3 separate regions of the Mus musculus genome follow, and regions 1 and 3 are each linked to region 2. The links are chromatin contacts, called in public Hi-C and promoter capture Hi-C maps. All regions are on one chromosome and are shown on one strand. Each heading gives the region's core, a stretch centred on a gene start, on an enhancer-like site or on the middle of the called end of the contact. The rest is flanking DNA. Distances are from core to core; before and after follow the strand shown. Region 1 has its middle 36 kb from the start of Kcnk5. Region 2 has its middle 22 kb from the start of D14Ertd670e. Region 3 holds the start of Kcnk16 (potassium channel, subfamily K, member 16).

Region 1 (4,058 bases), core at 1,043-3,542, 360 kb before region 2:
AGGTAGAATGCAGAGTGCATTCTGCTCCCAATAACACCGGCCCATAAGGGTCAAGGCTGTAAGTGGGCACCAGCGTGCTCTCTCTGTGTAAAGTGAACAACAGTGGAGGTATTGTCTTCAACAATAGATTCTTGCTGTCAATTTTCGAAAAGTGACCTTGGCAATAACCTGGGTTGTTTGGAGGTTCCCATGGAACCTTTTGGGTCAACAATTAAATCAGATATAAGCCATTCCAAGTACTGGAATTTCCATTTGGTGACAAGAGTTGGGGCTCTGTCTTCCCTGTTATTTGGCAATTTCATTTATTGCACCTTCATATATGTGTATATCTCAGGAAGCTTCTACTGTATCAGGTTTCTGTATGACTCCTTCCTTAATTTCAGCTCTCCTTCCCCGTATCACTCACTTCTCTTGTTCCCTTCTTCCCTCCCTCCCCTTTTGATACTCGAGTTCCAGCCTGTTCCTGTCTCATTCATCTATAACTATCTATTTTATTTTCCATTCCTAGGGAGATCTATCCCTGTCACCCGGTCCCTTTCTTACCTAATCAGTGGTTCTGTGGATTGCAGTTGGGTCTCATTTGGCCTTACAGCTAGCATCTACATCCACATATAAGTATTTTGAATACACACCATGTTTGTCTTTCTGGGAACACATTACCTCACTCGGGATGACTTTGTTTTTCTAGTTCCATCCATTTACCTGCAAATTTCATATTTTCATTTGTTTTTAACAGCTTAGTAAACTTTCTTTATGTAAATGCACTTTTTTTTAAATCTATTCATTTGTTGGTGGATATCTGGATCTAAACACTGCTTTTGAGGATAGGTAGGGCACATGCCCAGATGTAGATGGCCAACAAGAAAACGAACTCAAGAGCATCTTCGGGAGTTCTGTGTCTGAGAATGTTGTCAAGGCTTTTTTTTTTTTTTTTTTCTTTTTCCTTTTAAACCTTACAGGCCCTTTGAGTATATATTGTGACTTCTGGTGTTGTGTTTTTATACAATTCCCATGGGTGTGGCTGTGTGTGCCTCTGTGTCTATGTGTTTCTTGTGATTTTTCTTTGGCCCTTTTCCTTCTGTTTGTTTCTTTCTATTTCAACTGGCTTGTTTTTTCTTTTTATCATATTATTACATTACATACTATTATACTACAACCCCTTAGATGCCTGCTAATTTTATTTTCTCTTCTGTGTTTATTTTGGGGTTCCTTTGTGTAGCTCTGACTGTCCTGGAGCTCACTCTATGGATCTTTGAGATGGCTTGTGTCGCCATGCCTACCTCCCAGTTTTCTAAGGAGAGACAGAAAAGAGGTCAATCTGGATGGGGGGAGGTGGGGAAGAACTGGGAGGAGTTGAGGGAGAGAAAACCATAATTAAACAATATTGTATAGAATAAACTATTTTCAATTAAAAATATTTTAAACAAAAATAAATAGATAAATAAATATATGAATAAATACCTAAATGAGTACATAAATCAATAAAAGCCAACAAGTTGGAAGATGAGGACTAACATGTAGTACAACCAATTTAAACTTATCCTCAACTAGGTGACAGATAAGTAAGACCCAGGCTCTGATTTGTTTTATTTGGCTTTGATAATTACTGGGGAGTAACCCCTAAGGTACTTTTCTAACTGCTGACCTGGCTGCCTCCCCAGCAGTGTACCCCAGATACTTGCTGTTTCTCCTGGCCACAGGCTCATGGTCCATCTCCTCTCATGATGGCTTCCTCTTTTTTTTTTTTTTTGTTCTTCCTTCTCCTCCTGGTCTCTGCTTTCTCTTCTCTACCCCCAACCTTGTAACTCAAAACCCACTTACCTCTAATCCTTCCAGTCATTGTCTGTAGCCAATTATTTTTTTAATAGTTTTTTTTTTTTAAACAAGGAACAAGATCTGCACAACAAAAGTCTGTAACTGAGAGAATTCACTCCGAGGCCTAGACCTTTTGGTACAGAATTAGCATTACAATATGTAGCAACAGACCTAACCTCAACACTAATACTCAAGGTTGCTCCTCAGATCTCTATCTGTGCTCTCTGGCACGTGCATGTATATACATGTGCTCACCACACACACACACACACACACACACACTAAAAGGAAGTGTAGGTGTAGACTCGGTTTTAAACTGGACAGTGGGTAGTCATCCCACACACAGTTCTGTCCCACTCCACAGAAACCGGGCAGAAGCTTCCCCCAGGCCAGGCTGGCAAAGCCCACCCTGGGGGTGGGGATGGGGTGGGGGTCTGTCCTGCTCTGAATCACTCTAGGCAGTGGAAAAGTGAGATGCCTCCAGAGAGGAGCCCCACCCTCATTCTGGTCCAGGTTGATTGAATCAGGCCTAGGTCTTGGCTGACTCCTTTCAGACTTCTGAGTGTGCGGTGTCTCACCCCATCCCTTTCCACTACCAACCCACTCACAGCCCAGCACTTTGTCATTTCCCATCAGAGGCTCCTCCAAGGGCCCCCACTGTCCCAAGCCACCTCATCTCACGGTCCCGTCTTAAGAACTGAGCCATAAAGGCCAAGAACATCCCAGACACACAGAAAACAATGAGTCAGCCACACCGGAAGCAAACACACAAACAGAACCAATGTCTAAGACCCACGAGCCTGAGGTGTCCTGAGACAAATTTATCCTACAGACCTTAGACGTGCAAAATGGCACCTGTAGGCTGTTTACAGAAGCCTACAATAGTTGGTTACAACTTAAATGCCCACCAGTAGGGACTAGTTGGAAATGATGCTGTATTTAAACAACAGGACCCTGCAGCTATGTAAAAGAATGGGGCAGTACTTGTTAGCATTTGTCTTTTGTGAGGTTTGTTTGTTTGTCAATTTGATACAAAGTAGAGTCATGCTGGGCATGGTGGCGCACACTTTTAATCCCAGCACTAGGGAGGCAGAGGCAGGTGGATTTCTGAGTTCGAGGCCAGCCTGGTCTACAAAGTGAGTTCCAGGACAGCCAGGGCTATACAGAGAAACCCTGTCTTGAAAAACCAAAAACCAAACCAAACCAAACCAAACCAAAAAAAACCAAGGTAGAGTCATCTAGGAAGAAAGACTGTCAGCTGAGGGATTGCCATCAGATTGGCCTGTAGGCAAATCTGTGGGGATGGTTTCTTGTGGGAGGGTCCAGCCCACTATGGGCAGTGCCACCCCTGGACAGGTGGTACCGGGGTGTTGTGCTGGTTGTTTTTGTCAACTTGACACAAACATATCTGGGAAGAGGATAATCTCAATTGAGAAAATGCCTCTGTAACACTGGCCTGTCGGCAACTCTGTGGGCATTTTCTTGATGAATATAGATATGGAAAGGCCCCACCAACTGTGAGTGCTGCCAGCCCTAGGCAAGGAGTTCTTGATGGTAATGAACAAGCAGGCTGAGCCAGCCACAGGATGCAAGCCCGTAGGCAGCGTTTCCCGTGGCTTCTGCTTTAGTTTCTGCCCCCAGGTTCCTCCCTGAGTTCCTGTCCTGACTTCCCTTCAAGCTGTAAGATGATATAAACCTGTCCTCCCTGGGTTGCTTTTGGTCATAGTATTTATCACGGCAGCAGAAAAGCAAACAAGGGTAGGGAGAAATCTTTTTGTACTGACAGAACAACCTTCAAGGTGCAAATGGTGCTAGGCGGGGTGTCTGGGGAGAATCCCTTCCCCAGGGAGAGGCAAACAACACCAGCCATCTCCTTACAAGGTCCGTTCTCTCCTGGGAACCTGCAAGTGAACTGGGTGAGGGATGACTGACAGGTTCCCGAGTGACCCCACAGCAACAGTATAGGAAAGCCATCATGGATGGAACCCCTCTCCCATTAGCCTCCCGAGTCTAGCCTCCTCACCCTCTCCTCATCCACAAACGTGGATGTAACCGTTCACAAATGTGATGGCTCCTCTCAAGCAGGCACAGCTGATGCTGATCTGTTGGAGGTGACAGCCATTTTGTTCCTAGGACCATGTACTACACTGGTGGAAGTTGGATCTCAGTGCTTGACCAGCTGAGAAGGGAGAATCACGGGACTTGAGGCCACTCTGGCTGGGAAGTGAGATCCTGTCTCATGA
Region 2 (3,643 bases), core at 500-2,999:
GAAGTCAGAGGCAGAGACATTTATAGATTTGGAATACTGATGAATCTGCAAAGGGAAGCAAAACTGGCTTTGTTCATAAAGGGGACACAACTAGGCGAGCTTCTTCAGGCAGAATTCAGTTGTACAGCTCAAGTAAGAACCATTTCACCTTGTTATCAGTGGCCTACGTCAGAAGCTAGCAAAGAGCTTAAGGGCAAGCAAGGTATAGAGTTCCTCCAATAAGAGCTAATCAGTCTGGGAGCCATGTGTGTACTGCCCATGGCCCCATGGGTCACATGCAGCCAAGGAGAGTGACGGATAAGGCTCAACACAAAATGACGAAATGATAAACTCACTTTAAGCCTTATAAGGGCTTTTATGGTTTACTCGTTTATCTGTAACCAGACTGCATAGTTCTGTGTGATGTTTATAATTGACTTTGGGGTGTCACCATCAAAAGGTTAGGCACTCTTGCCTAGCCCGTTTTGTACTAAAACCTAGGATTTCCCCTCCAGTTATAAACCAGAGGTAAGGCAGAGGGGCTGGTATACATTTTATCTTAAGATCTTCTTGTTCCATTCTAATCCATAGCTCCTATCTTGGTTCTTATACACGGGCATTTTGGGGGTTTTCCCTCTAACTCTTGATACTAAATATTAGCATGGATTAAGTGCCTACTTGAAGATTTTAATATGAAATACCCCAACAGGCTCATGGTTGAACAGTTGGTCCCTAATTAGTAACACCATTTTGGAAGGCTGTGGAAACTTTGGCGGGCCTGGGAAGTAGGTCACTGAGAGACTGTCTTTGAAGGCTATACCTGTTTCTGCCTAGACTGACTTTCTGCTTCCTGTCCACCAAGAAGCAAGAAACTGCCTGAACATGCTTCCACTAGCTGGCCACAGAACCAACCTAGCATACTGTGGGCTCAATTTTCTGCAACCATGAGCAGAAATAGGTCCTTCCTGTTTTCCGCTGTTTCTGTCAGGTACTTTGCCAGGGTGAAAGTTTCTAACGTATCTGTACTCCTTCACAGAGCCCCAATGGGTAATATTCCCTTTCAGTGTGATATACAAGCTAGAAAAGTTGAGTCACTTGTACAAAAACCTCCATTGCCTCAATCAGTGCCTCAAACAGCATCTTCTCTCCTCCCTTAGTTCTGTACCAGGACACCAGAGGGCATGCTACACCCCAAGCACATCCTACAGTAGATATTCATGCCAGGGGAGCAGTTAACTCTGCTTTCTCTGAGAATCACGTTTCTATTAATCCCGACCTGGGTCCCAGTTTTTATGTACTCATATATTATACACATGAGTGTTTTGCCTACATGTATGAATATGAATCATGTGTGTGCAGTGTTTGCAGAGGCCAGAAAGGGGTGTCAGATCTCCCTGGAACTGGAGTTACAAAGGGGTTGGGAGCCGTCACGTGGGTGCTGGGAGCTGAACCCTAGATCTTCTGCAGAAGCACTGAGTCATCTCTCCGTTCCTCAGTCCCAGTCCTTAAAAGCTATCTCTGCTCAGCCAATACACAATGGCACCTTAAAGAGTCTTTTTTTTTCTTTTTGATCGTTTGTTTTGTTCTTTGAGACATAGTCTTGTGGTAGATAGTCCTGGGGCTCATTATATTGGATGTTAATTCCGTTCTCCTGTGAGTGGTTGTGAACAAGGAATGAGTCACCACTCAGGTGATTTCCTGTAGACCTGCTTCCCACCTTAATTTGTAAAATAAAGGAGAGCTGATGATTGGGCAGATAAAAGGGAAGGTGGAACAGAAGGTAGGGGAGGGAAGAAGGGGAAAATGGAAGAGGGAGAGGGTGTAGAGGAGGAAGAAGACTAAGAAAAGCAGAGCAGAAGCACATGGCCTGGAGAAACTGCAAGTTCTAAGTTCAAGTTCTGATAAGATGGAATGAAAGACCCACAATGTGAGGGCTCCCCCACATTCTGACTCAGGAGAGGCGACACCCCAAAATCACCCACAAGAAACGGGTCTTGCTGCAAATTGCAAGAGGATTTTTATTCAAGAGCGCTCTCGGGCCCATGGTCATACACCACACAGGGTAGAGGACCTTGGCGCTCCGAGTAGCTGGGTAAGGGGGTATTTAAAGGAAGAAACCAGAAACTCAAGGAAGTGGGGAGGGCGTTGTTGGAAGATACCAAAGATACCAGTTAAGAGTCACAAGGAAGTGTAAAGTTACAAGAGTCACAAGGAATACCTGGTAATTGTTAACTCTCAAGACAGCTTCTAAGAGCCCCTAACAATAGAACATTTGCATTGCAGGTTCTGGTAATGGCCAGGGTGACTTTCTTTGAATGAGCACTCTTTGAACCCAGGAAGCAGGTGGGTAGAGGAATGTCGCTATCTCTTTTATGATTAGCATACCTTTACAAAGGCCACATTCCCAAGCCTGGGCCTAAAGGCCTAGAATTCTGTTTTTACGTTGTTATACTTTCAGGAGAAGATGGTAGTGTAGCGGTAGATCTGCCCAATCTAGGCGCATGGCTTGTATTCATATTAACTGAGTTGTGTTGTCATTGCCGGGGCATATTTGGGAGGAGATTTACCACAACATAGTCTCTCTACACAGTACTAACTGTCCTGGAACTTACAATGTAGACCAGGCTGGCCTCCAACTCACAGAGATCCATCTGCCTCTCTTTCTGGAGTGCTCAAAGAAATGTGGTGGTGGTAGTGGTGGTGTGTGTGTGGGGGGGTGTAGTTTGTTTGATTAATTTTTGTTTGTTTGTTTTTAATTTTCTTGTTTGGGGTTTTGTTTGTTTTTGAGGTGACTATCTCTACATGGGCCCAGGAAGCAAATATTTATCCAAGTATTCCTGAAGAGAAACACAGACACTGCAGATGAAGTTCGAAGGTTGGGCTAAGTGTTGGTTTAGATCAGGGGTTAACAAACCAAAGCCATAGCCAAGTTCACCTGGTGTTTGTAGTATAATGATTAAAATTCTCAAAAGAGCAGGGCACTGGTGGTATACACCTTTAATCCCAGCACCCAAGGGGGCAGAGGTACTCTGAGTTTGAGGCCAGCCTGGTCTACAGAGTAAGTTCTAGGCCAGCCAAGGCTACACAGAGAAACTCTGTATACAACAATAGCAACAACAGTGATAGATAGATAGATAGATAGATAGATAGATAGATAGATAGATAGATAGATTTTATTAAAAATATGTATCAAGGGCTGGAGAGATGGCTCAGCCGTTAAAGGCTAGGCTCACAACCAAAAATATGTATCAAAAGAGAAGTTTTGACATGGAAATTACTTAGCACTCAAATTGCAGTTTCTGTATTTTCCTTGGATGGTTTCATCCATCAGTGTGACATTCTTGCTCCCTGTCTTCAAGCTGCAAGAAAGGCAAAGTCTAGAGAACAACAGCTTCTTCACAGCTCCCAGCCAGCACTGACTTTCTACTTGGGAATAATTTCTCAGAAAGCTTAGATAGCTCTGACGAACCTAAACACTGCACATCCTAAATCCCACAGATTTTTGAATTATGTAATGGGAATGAGGCTTGGAACCCGGAGCTTGAATAGCACTTTGGAAGGCTCTCCACTGGGCTTCCTGCACTTGGCACCTCCGCAAATTTGTGGCTGTTCTGGTTTGTGTCCTGTGTAAGTCTGCTTGAATTTACCATTAATTACAATAATT
Region 3 (3,899 bases), core at 201-2,700, 410 kb before region 2:
TGAGGTCATCCTGAGCTCCATGAGATCTTGTCTCAAAGGAAGATAGGGGGTGGGCTGAAGAGGTGTTTCAGTGTTAAAACTTCAGTACCCACATTTGTTAGCTCATAGCTGCCTGTAATTCTAGCTTCAGGACATTTGGCGCCCTCTTGGACTCTATGGGTACCCACCCACACATGCATGCATCCACACCCACAAACACACACATATATAAAAATAAATATTAAGAAATAAACAGTAAGCCTGAGGAGATGGCTCAGTGGTTAAGAGCACACACTATCTGCTCTTCTAGAAGACTCAGGCTCCATTCCCAGCACCCAACCACCTGCAGCTCAGGTTCCAAGGGATCTGATACCCTCTTCTGGCCTGCACATGCTGCACAGACATACATGCAGGCAAAACACCCATACACACAAAATAAAGCTAAATAAATATTTTTAAATAAATAAAATGGGATAGCTGGTCATGGTGTCACATGACTTTAATCCTGGCACTCAGAAGATAGTGGATCTGTGTGGATTTAAAGCCAGCCTGGTCTACATACCGTGCTCTAGCCCAGCCAGGGCTACATTGAGTCTTTGTCTTAAAACCAAAACAAGACAGGCAGGCAGGCAGGCAGACAGGAAGATAGATGATAGATAGATAGCTAGATAGATAAATCTGGAGAGACGGGTCAGCTGTTGAAGGTTAAGCTAACAACTAAAAAGAAAAAAATAAATCAGTAACTGCACACATGCACAGTATGTTAGGTGAATTATTGTATAATGTCAGTAAAGTAGTCGCATCTACCAAAGATCAATCGAGGCACTATGGGTCCTCCTGTGGAAAAAAAGGAGTCACCAACAGTAATATATGGGTGGAGGCTCATGTCCGGTTCTGTCTTCTCCCCACTTTCATCTCCTGAGCTCAGCATCCTCAGACAACCTGTTCAAGGGTCTCAAACAAGACCAACCATTGGCCAAAGTGATAGCTGGTGGTAACCAGGGCTGTCCATGTATCAGTAGCACCAATTGATAATGCTGCTAAGCAAGGCTGTCATCTGCCTGTTTACTTTGCTTTGATTTGTTTTACTCTGGTTTACTCAGTCCCAGGTTCCCCCAATAGGCAGGTCAATCCTCCCCATTCCCTTCTGTAAGCAAGGGCAACCCACACCCTCGTGAGCCTTCCCTCCCAGCCTCCTGTGTTTGAGCCGAGAGCCTTCCCAAGTGAGGAATCTGAAGTTGTCAAGATCCCTTCAGTCCCAGCAGAGTGGGCTCCTGATCAGATTCTCTCCCAGACACTCAGCCTCACTTGGGAGCAGAAGCTAAGACCAGATGAGCTCAGGAAGAGCTCATAGGTGTCCCTGAGGGGCCCAAGCATTTGCTGCCTTGCTGCTCTGCATGGAAAAACAAGGCTGGGTGGGGGATGGCAGGCCTGTTTGCACACCACACTGTTCAAACAGACTCCCCTGCCGCAGACACCTGTGCGGTGGAGGACAGGGCAGGCAGTGGCAGGGGCTCTCACCTCTTCCAACTCTTTCACAGCCACCCTGACAGCTGCTGCAGAGTCCTGGCCACATCATGCCCCGTGCTGGGGTCTGCGGCTGCTGGGGTGGCCAAGTATTGCCCCTGCTTCTGGCCTATATCTGCTACCTACTGCTTGGGGCCACCATCTTCCAGCTGCTGGAGAAGCAGGCAGAGGCTCAATCCAGGGACCAGTTCCAGCTGGAAAAGCTACGCTTCTTAGAGAACTACACCTGCCTAGACCAGCAGGCCCTGGAGCAGTTTGTACAGGTGAGAGTACAAAAGAATGGGACAGGAAGAGTGGGGAGGCAATGGAGGGGCTAGTGGCAGGAACAGAGCCACTACCCAGAGGTTGGTTCCCCTTTGGAAGCAGAGTGTGGAGGAAGCTTGAGCCTGGAGAGATCTAGTCCGGGGCCCCGATTCTCAGGTCTGTTATGTGACCTTGCCAGTCACTTAACCTAAATGTCCTCATCAGTAAGATGAGAAGAAAAAATATATCTGGGATTGGGAAGTTGGCTCAGCCAAGCATCTGCCAAACAAATATAAGGACCTGAGTTCTAGACCCAGATGTCCCCACACCCCCAGAGGTGGGCGGGCAAGATGGCTCAGCGAGTAAAAGCACTTGGCACGGAGCAGAGCCTGATGGCTGCCGTTCAAGTCCTGAAACTCACATAGGGAAAGGAGAGACAACTCCTGGAAGTTGTCCTCTGATCTTGACATGCACACAATGGTACATGCATTTCCACATGCATATAAACACACCCATATCCACACACACTGTTATGTACTAATTAAAATGTAATTTAAAAAAAAAAAGTCAGGCATGGCGGCTTGTAATCTCAACACTGGAACGGCCTAGACAGGCAGATCCCTTGGGCTCTATGGCCAGCCAGCCTTGCCAAATGGGCAAGCCTCAGGCCAGTAAGAGAGCCAGTCTCAAAAAAAAAAAAAGAAAAAAAAGAAAAAGAAAAAGAAAAGAAAAGAAAAGAAAGAAAGAAAGAAAGAAAGAAAGAAAGAAAGAAAGAAGGAGAAAAGGAAAGGTGGAAAGCTAGACAGACAGCTTAGTAGGAAAGAGTACTTTGTAAGTAGAGGGACCTGGCCCCCATGTACATCTCTGGGTATGGCTGCAAGTGCCTGTGACCCCAGCATTGGGTTGGTGGGTTGGGGAGACAGGTGGATCTTGAGAGCTCACTGGCTAGGCCAGAGCAGCCTAACCAAAAGGGCTAGCTCTATTTCAGTGACCCTGTCTCAAGGCAAAACCCAAACAAGGCCGATGGCTCTGTGGAATGACACCTGTGGTTGAGCCCTGGCCGCCTGCACAAACATATTCGTACACAACTCTGCACATAAGCAAATGGGAATAGACACATGTACATCCACAAAGAAAATGCACCTGCAGTCGACACACATGAACTGTCAGTCTTCAACACTCCAGAGATGTCCCCTCTCACACTCGCCCACTTCTCAGACTGCTGCTCCATAGGCTGGCTCCCAGCCTATCTCCCTGGGTAGAGACACACACAAAGGTTAGAACGAGCTGGGCTGGTAGACAGCGGCCAGGTGGGGTGGATGAAAGCTGCCAGAACTGGACCCCTAGGTGGTCTTACTTCCTGCCTGGGTTCCTCCTGCCTCCCTCTCTTTCAGAAACAAAGCAAAACTAGGTATTTTGGGCAAAGGTGGGGCACTGAGAAGATGGACAGACAGGTGGAACAGGTAGTATTAGCGAACACCAAACAACAAGCCAAGCAAAGCTGGCACAGTGAGAATGTGCATTCATTGGTAGGGACGGGGCTCTGGGCCACCATCATTTAGCACCTGTGGCTGAGCACCCTGCAGGTGCTTTCTTCCCAGTTGCTTACTGCAAGCACTGCCTTCAGCTTGCAGGTGAGAGATGCAGGGTGTCGACAAGTCTGCACAGTCACTGGCTGAGGCAGAACTCACACCCATTCTTCTCGCTGGGGAGCTCTCTACTTTTCATTCCATGAACCAGCTCACCCAGTGAGGACAGGGCACTGCTGAAAGCGAGAATTTTTAAGGTGGAGTCTGTGGCCCTCCCTCACCAGCAGCAACGCCTGAGAGCATGTCAGGAGAGCAAGCGTCAGCATCCACCCAGACCTGCTGACTCAGGCACTTTGGGTGAGCTCACCAGGTGGTGCTGAGGCCCTGAGACTTCTCTTGGGACTGAGAGCAACAGGCTTACTAGATGAGATGTGAACAGAGTGGACTGTTCTGTTGTTCTATATGTGGATATACTCTGAATATAGAGTTACTCAGGGATGATGCTCATTTCCAGCCCCCTCAACATCCCAGAAGTAAGCCTGAGTCAGGAACACCCTCCAAACCTCCTGCCCTGGGCTGGTAGTGGAGCCAGGAACGAGGAGTGGGCAGACAGGTGGCAAG

What was found. Promoter capture Hi-C pulls out the DNA fragments that hold promoters and counts their contacts. A called contact is a pair of places that touch in the nucleus more often than the background predicts.
Region 1: a Hi-C map of embryonic stem cells shows a contact between it and region 2, with 1.9 times the contacts expected there. The contact joins two enhancer-like sites. A contact is called at or near these places in 5 of 39 promoter capture datasets (the 3T3-L1 cell line, cranial neural crest, liver and 2 more), 2 of 484 Hi-C or Micro-C datasets (both in embryonic stem cells) and 4 of 115 datasets of contacts at active chromatin or transcription factors (bone marrow-derived macrophages and embryonic stem cells).
Region 3: a promoter capture Hi-C map of stem cell-derived epiblast-like cells shows a contact between it and region 2, with 4 times the contacts expected there. The contact joins the promoter of Kcnk16 here to the enhancer-like site in region 2. A contact is called at or near these places in 19 of 39 promoter capture datasets (the 3T3-L1 cell line, 3T3-L1-derived adipocytes, the C10 cell line and 12 more), 1 of 484 Hi-C or Micro-C datasets (granulosa cells), 1 of 115 datasets of contacts at active chromatin or transcription factors (embryonic stem cells) and 1 of 9 other capture datasets (liver).

What each region holds. Positions count from the first base shown.
Region 1 is chr14:20,215,370-20,219,427 of GRCm38.p6, reverse strand. No RefSeq gene overlaps it. Among named protein-coding and RNA genes, the nearest start is that of Kcnk5, 36 kb to the right of the region's middle. Within about 2 kb of position 2,292, at least 32 of the 459 cell types and tissues checked have an H3K27ac peak or open chromatin away from gene starts, as enhancers often do. A contact at or near this core is called in embryonic stem cells and stem cell-derived epiblast-like cells, where this site is marked.
Region 2 is chr14:19,859,392-19,863,034 of GRCm38.p6, reverse strand. No RefSeq gene overlaps it. Among named protein-coding and RNA genes, the nearest start is that of D14Ertd670e, 22 kb to the right of the region's middle. Within about 2 kb of position 1,749, at least 19 of the 459 cell types and tissues checked have an H3K27ac peak or open chromatin away from gene starts, as enhancers often do. A contact at or near this core is called in embryonic stem cells and stem cell-derived epiblast-like cells, where this site is marked.
Region 3 is chr14:20,266,820-20,270,718 of GRCm38.p6, reverse strand. It overlaps Kcnk16 (potassium channel, subfamily K, member 16), which reads left to right and starts at 1,450. Exons shown (of 5, transcript NM_029006.2): 1 at 1,450-1,769. The coding sequence starts at 1,557.